2 separate regions of the Capsicum annuum genome follow, and region 2 is linked to region 1. Evidence: chromatin contacts called from public Hi-C data. All regions are on one chromosome and are shown on one strand. Each heading gives the region's core, a stretch centred on a gene start, on an enhancer-like site or on the middle of the called end of the contact. The rest is flanking DNA. Distances are from core to core; before and after follow the strand shown.

The links. A called contact is a pair of places that touch in the nucleus more often than the background predicts.
Region 2: a contact with region 1 is called in a Hi-C map of placenta, with 2.6 times the contacts expected there. The contact joins the promoter of LOC107847808 here to the promoter of LOC107847923 in region 1. A contact is called at or near these places in 2 of 5 Hi-C or Micro-C datasets (leaf and placenta).

Annotation. Positions count from the first base shown.
Region 1 is chr11:192,005,401-192,009,245 of UCD10Xv1.1, forward strand. It overlaps LOC107847923, which reads left to right and starts at 1,788. Exons shown (of 9, transcript XM_047399168.1): 1 at 1,788-2,495; 2 at 3,154-3,281; 3 at 3,434-3,496; 4 at 3,844-3,845. The coding sequence starts at 1,944.
Region 2 is chr11:192,157,062-192,160,906 of UCD10Xv1.1, forward strand. LOC107847808 (nuclear transcription factor Y subunit A-1) reads left to right here and starts at 1,778. Exons shown (of 6, transcript XM_016692307.2): 1 at 1,778-2,054.

The DNA of each region.
Region 1 (3,845 bases), core at 538-3,037:
TTAAAACTTGAACTCCTAATCTCTCATGAATTTACATATTTCATCGACCACTAATTCACATCCTCAGATCGTGGCAATTCCAATTAGATTAACATCACAATGTAAATACTCAGGAAAGTCATCAATTTTAGGTAAGAACAAGTATTAAAGAACCTGATAAAGATGGGAAACAATTACAAAGAAATCAATACAAAACTATTTAACAAAAAAATAAAGAAGTTAATCAACCACCCTACAAAAGGCTATTACTCTAGTCTTGATTACCATTTTTATTGACAAAACATCATTGGTTGAACTAGACAGGTTGTTAGAATTTAAGAACCTATATACATACCAGTTTCAAACTACCCTCATCATAATTGAAACAAACTACTTGATATTTTTAATTTTAACAACGGAAAAGGGTCAGAAATACCCTTCAAGTATTGAAAATGGGTTAAGAATACCCTTCGTTTATTTATTGGGTCAAATATATCCTTCCATCCACCTTTTTGGGTCAAATATACCCTTATAACCAACAGAATTTTTTTAAACCATAATTAGAAATTCTATTAAACACGTGGCACCTTTCTATTGGTTATAAATTAAATTAAATTCGAATTCAATTAAAATACCTACCCATAGAGAGTTTGCGTGCCGCTATTGACAATATTTGAAAGACTGTTGGTTTAAAATCATACTCCCTCCATTTATTATTTTATCCTTACCCCAACAATAAATTAAGCTTTATTTAATAACAAGACGAAAATATTTTTTTAAAAAAAAATCAATAAAAAAGGTAAAAATAAGATAAAAATAATTACTAATTTTATTCTGATTTTATAAAATGACAAATATATTAAAAACATACTTACAGTAACTTTGACAATTAGTAATATGAGACGAAGGAAGTATTATTTAAAAGAATGATAAAATTGTTGTTATCTATTTAATCAGAAGAATACAACTATACTATTCGAGAACCAGACAGTTACATCACATAAATACATTCACTTTCCATTTAATAGAGAGACAAGCACTTCACGAAAAAGAAAGTCCTATTTGTTTGTTTCTTGCTTGATACATGCAACATATATTTGGTTCAGTGCCTCAATAAAAGCTTGTATTATTCTAATTTATTCTAATCATATTTTCATGTCCTTAGAAAGCAAGGCTCATCGAATGAGATTCAAGATGCGAAATTAACAAGCCTACTAGAAAGTCGAATTAATAATTTCCGATCGAGTGATTTCAATTGGAGATGAAATTGCACTTATATGTTTATTAATTGAACGAGATTCAAGATACAGAACTAACAAGCCTACTAGAAAGTCAAATTAATAATTTTTGATCGAGTGATTTCAATTGAAGATGAAATTGTATGTATGTGTTTATTAATTGAACGCGATTCAAGCTAGAAAAATGATTGAATTTGCTAGTGGTTTGAAAAAAAGAACGTTGAATCATGAAAATTGAATGAGAATATATTAATAACACCACGCAAACTCTTCATGGGTCAGCATTTTAATTGAATTTGAATTTAATATTTTAATTAATTTAATTTACAACCAATAGAAAGGTGCCATGTATTTAATAGAATTTCTAATTATGATTTAAAAAAATTCCATTAATTATAAAGGTATATTTAACCCAAAAAGATAAATGGAGGGATATTTTTGACCCAATAAATAAACAAAGGATATTCTTAACCCATTTTCAATTGAAAGGATATTTTGACACTTTTCCGTTTTAACAATACATACATACACATAACCCCCATACCCTACGCACCCCACCTCCCCTGGCCTACCCCTCTTCAAGAATATTGGGGTAGAAATATGTGTAACTTCCAAAAACGGTACCTGCTGTCCTTAGAATAGTGCAAGTGAAGTCTATTCTTGCTATGGCCCATATGGACTTAAGTATCTTCATATCTTGTTCATGATGTTATATCTCCAAGAATCATGTTGTTCAAGTTCTACTGTTTCTATCTCATGTTCTTCAAGATTTTCATTATTTTGTCATCTTCTGGCTTTGTTGCTCTTTCAGAATCAGAGTCAGAGTCATGTTTTGTGCACCAATATTTTAGACAAACTCATAGGAAATTTGAGCAGAAAACCAACAAGTTTTGGGAGTATGATGAGCAATCCTACAGTTGGTTGCAAGTGGGTTTGCCTTATGATTTAGTTTCTTGTTTCAATGATAACTGTACAAAAGTCAATAGAATTGATCAGACTTATCAAGAACCTGAACAAAGGGAGATATCTACTAAACTTAAGGAAGAGGAAAATTCTTATTCATATCTCCCTTTGAGAAAAAGAGTTTCTTTGACTAAAATGTCTGAAACATCCATTTGGATTACTGGTGTAAGTGGATCGATCTACGAAAGATTTTGGAATGGATTACAGTGGGTGATAGCACCTCATGACTTGCCAATATCAGCAGGATATGCACTTTGTGTTTTCATTGTCAATCAGACAATTCTTGCTCTATCAGAATCAGGATATCTCTATCAGGTAACCTTTGAACATTCAAATGAACATATAAGGTAATCACTAATCATTTAACTATCTGATAAAAAGTGGAGCCTTGGAGCAACAGTAAATTTTCTCCATGTGACCTATCGGTCACGTGTAGCAGCCACTAATGCTTGCATTAGCGTAGGCTGTTGATATCATACCCTTGGGTGCGGCCCTTCCAGGCTCACATGGGATGCTTTGTGCACCGGGATGCCCTTTATTCAACTACCTGATACATTTTAGTGAATATAGGATCATAATTCTCTTTTATAATATTGGAATTAGATGGGATTAAATGGGGCGACATGGACAGTGAGAATGCAAACTGACACCAATTTGCTTGGGATTGAGGCGTAATAGCTGTGCTGACGTTGTAATAATAACAGTAGCGTCAGATTAAAAGTCTCAATCAATATTTTCTGTATGTCTTCATTTGGTGTAAATTTTAGTGAATATCAGATTTTGAGTCTTCTTTGTAACTTAGGATTGTCCGGTTTAAATGGAGCGACATGGATAACAAGGATTCACATAGTTCACACCTTGCTTGGAATTGAAGCGCACTCGTTGTTATTGTTGTTGTAGCAGATTATAATTATCAATAGAAATTGTTTAATCACCTTTGGTGTAAAAAGAGTAATCTATGTTCTTCACGCAGTTGCAGCTAAGTGATGATCAGCCAGTTTGGATAAATGTTACACCAGCAAGTGATCATAAAACAAATAAAGAAACAGAACAAAGTTCTGTAGTTCAAATTGTATCAGGAGTTGTAACCAGTGATAGGAAGTGAGTATGGTATATTATATTTGATTGACTATTTCAATTTTAAGGATTTTATTGAGGAAAAACAAAGTTAAATTATGTTACTGCAGATAGTTGTTCCTTGTCTGAGCTCCAGTCTAAGCTAATAACACCTTGAATTTGTTCATCAACATCAGGAGAATATATTTCTGCACAATGAATGGAACTTTATTAGAACTCACTGAAGTTGATCCCATAAGGTAAGAACCACTCATGTATATGACTGACCAAGGTGGTTTTTAATGTCTATTGTTGAAGCGTGTGATCATTGAAGGGGAGCCTTGGAGTAGTGGTAAAGTTGTCTCCATGTGACCTATAGGTCACTGGTTCCAGCCGTGGAAGAAGCCGCTAATGCTTGCATTAGGGTACCTTCCCAGACCCTACGTGAATGCTGAATGCGCTGTGAACTGGGTTTCTCTTCGTTGAAGTGTGTGATCATCGTATCAAAAAGCTTAAATCATCAGAAAGAAGCCGCCCCCCCCCCCCCCCCCCCCCCCACCCTTTCACATGTGAGCCTACCTCAATGTTTGTTTTCAAATGCAATTAGGT
Region 2 (3,845 bases), core at 528-3,027, 150 kb after region 1:
AAGTGAAAATTAATTAAATATATTTATGATAAAACTTTTCTTTATTAGCAGTCATCAGAATTAATGACAACTAATGTTTTTTTTTTCATTAGTTTAAGAATTCTAAATCAACTAAATTTATTTTAGAAGATTTGAAAAATTAGAAATAAATATAAAAAATATTAGAATAAGAAAAAGTTAAGAAGTATCAAAATTTTAAAAGTTTTAAGTACGTAATAAGAATGTAATCAATGATTTTATAAATATTTGACTTTAAAAAATTAGGAAAGATTTTAAATATAGAATAAAAAAAAGAAATATAACCGTACCACAAATATGATTTAAATTGATGCTTCTCTCTTAGCTTTTGGCAACAAGAGAATGAGGTACTGCATTACAAACACAAAAGTGATTAATCCATCAAATATTTGAAATTTCTAGTGATAAAATATATATGTTCTTATTCTAAAATATATATTTATATTTATATTAAAAGTGTGAATAATTTTTGAAAAATTATTCAAATTTTATATTTTATTTAAAATTTTCATAATAAATAAAATTATTTAATTTTAAATAATTAAACTTTACATATGCGAAAAACATGTGTAATTAATGTTGTAAAGTGAAAAGTAGAAGAAAGATGGAAAAAAAAAAGAGAAAATACATCAAATCACCTCCCAACTTGTCATCAAAACTTACTTTAGACTCTAAACTAATCGGATAATCATATACCCCCTTTAAGAACTCTGAACTGAATTAAATTCACCCCTTAACAGAGAGAGTGTATTCATTTTCCAAAAATCGTGTAAAAAAAGAGAAAGAAAATCTGAATTAATATAATCATACAGGTGTCGTTATTTTATTTGATAACATATAACTAATATATTTAATATTCTTTTATTTAGTATCTTACTTAATTTTTTTAAAACTTTTTATGTGGTCCCACTTTTTAATTTTTATTTTTAATTTGGTTGTCTTCTCCAACTTTTTTATTTGTCCATTGCGAGTTCTTAATCGAATCCAAACATTAGCAGAAGACAAGAATCAAGTAATCAAGTATTAATTTTCCATCAAATAAAGATAGACAATAGTATCCTATGCCAAAATTCGAGTTGGGTTAGAAAGATAAACAATTATTGCTCAACAAATCAAAATGCAATTTCACAACATCAAAAAGAATGATAGTGAGACTATTGAATCTGTGTGAAAAATCTAAAATCCACAGCCAATTCACTAACAAAATACAATCTCATCGAAGTTTAAATTTTCATAAACCAAATTTCAAAAATTTAAGTTTAGAATTTAAAAAAAAAGTTCAACAAAAAAGAATAAGAAAGGGGGATGAGAGCTGGTGAAGCTCAATTTGGTGGTGGAAAAGTGGCTGGGGTGGGATGAGAAGATGAAGAATGGTGATGGGGTGAGGGCGCTGGAGAAGATGGAAAATGGTGCATAGTATGGGGGTGGGGTGCCGGAGAAGCTAAAGAATAAGGTTAGAAATAATTTTTTTTAATATATACATGCATATATATATATATATAATTTTTTTTAATAATTTTCAAATCTATATATATATAATTGGTTTGAAAATTATTAAAAAAAAATTATTGACGTGACTCTAATATGACGAGAGTGTATTACACTCTCTGTAATGAAAGTGGTATAACATTTTTGGATGGTATAAAATTCAGTTTAAAGTTTTTTAAGGGGTATATAATTAGACGATTAGTTTAGAATTTAAAGTAAGTTTTGACAATAAATTGAGGATGATTTGATTTATTTTTTAAAAAAGAAACCTATAACCATTTGGACATGTATGGATGAGAAGGGGTGGTAGGGGGTTTCCAGATGTTTCCACATGGTGACTCTATCACCTCTCTGGATTTTTTTTTACACTTCCATGTGTTTGCACCATCAGTTTATTTTACGTACTCACCAAATATATCCCACATTTTAATTTTGTCATAAGGCTCATTGACTAACCCCTCTTTTTTAGTACCCATAATTTTAGGGCGTGTCTTTTTTAACTAATCACCACTAATCACCCCTCACTTCTCTCTCATTCCTTCTACCTGGTAAATTTCTTTTCCCTTTTTAATCTCTTCTTTTTCCTTTCTAAATCTTCAATTCTCAGCTTTTTCATGAAATGGTAGTTCTAAATTTTGTGTTTTTCTTTTGTTATTCTTTGTTTGACTTACATTTATGAGCTTTTTTATTGAAAGGGTAATTGTAATTTCTTGAAAAGCATAGTCTTGATGTGTTTTGATATGTGAATTGTGTTAAGAATCTATAGGTGATTCTAAATTTTTGAAAAAGGCAATATTTTTATGTATTTGAACATGGGATTCTGTTAGAATTTGTGGGTTTTAGTTTTTTTCTAATGTATTTGTGTTCATGGTCTGTTTAGGGATATCGGTTTGCTTCAATATTGAATTTCTATGATTATAATTGCTCTTTGATAGCTATTGTGCACGAAGAAGGTGTTTATTAAAGCTCCTAAGAGGGTTCAAATTCTTATTCGAGAAGTCCCTCTTGTTATACACAATTCTTGAATTTATATTTAGATGAAATATAATCATAATTGCTAAATTTGATAGCTATTGTGCACAAAGAAAGTATTTTGTGAAAGCTCCTATGCCGGCACAAATTCTCGTTCGATAAGTCCCTCTTATTATAGACAATTCTTGAATATGTGACAAGTGAGGCATGTGATAGTTTTATCAATAGGGAAACTAATTATTTACTAGTTGTAAGAGTGTTGTCAAAATTAAAAGCATAAGAAAGTGTCGAAAGCTTGTTGTGTTTTTAAGTGTTATTGAAGTGTGTTTCATAATTATATGGGCAATGAAGAAAAATAATTTCATCAATGCACAAGCACGAATGTGTAATGCAAGAAAAAGTGAAGTGAAATATGTCAAATAGAGTATGTAAAGTAAGTTCAAAACCATTTAATGCTGATGTAGTTTGAAGATTCAGTTTTAAATTTCTACTTCACTTTAGATGATTAATCTTGTATTAAATTTTTAAATTTCTTTTCCTGATAACTATTAAATTTATTCATGGTGTTGTTTAGACAACTGATGTCACTTTGCCAAGATGTATATATATAGTCTAGTGCTACTATTTTCAAGGTAGGGGTTTGTGGGTGATGAAGCACACACCTTAGTGAAACGAACCTGCACTAAAGTGCTGCTTAAGAGAGGTGAAGCACTCGGTTTGAAATTCACGTAGCTTCAATGACTAACCACTCCTCAAATGAACTTCTAACAATGTTGTATTTGGAGCATTTTTTTTTGTTTTTTGGGGGGGGGGGGGGGGGGGGGGGGGGGGGGAGGACCGAGGTGCCTTTTTCCTATTTAACTAAGCCTTGGTGGTGGGTAGGTTTACCTGCTCGCTACATTGGTGGAAGGTAGTAGGTACTCATGTAATAGTCGATGTGTGAGCAAATTGGTTCAAACACGACTAGTTCAAAAGAAAAAAAAGAACCACAGTGAAGATAAAATGGTGTCTTTTTTCTTCTATGTCAGTCGGTGATGTCTGGCGAGGTTCCTCTTAGTTCTAGTAACTTACGTACTTCATTTACTAGTGGAAGCACTCTGCATTTTTGTGTGGGTTTTCGTTGGGCCATGGGATGCTATGAATGTGATAGTTATCTTGATTTCTTGCATCGAAGATTCAGGGGAATAAGAAAATCTGGTCTGAATCTATGCATCAGAGATGTTTTGTGTCTTTATTCTCTTCTCTTTTTTGGGGGGTTGGGTTGGGGCCTGGGGAGGCTAGTGATCATATTTTATGAAGAGAGTATTGTGGGCATTTGAAGTCTTGACTTAATCTGATCAAAGTAATTGTTCCAATTCTGCAATGGG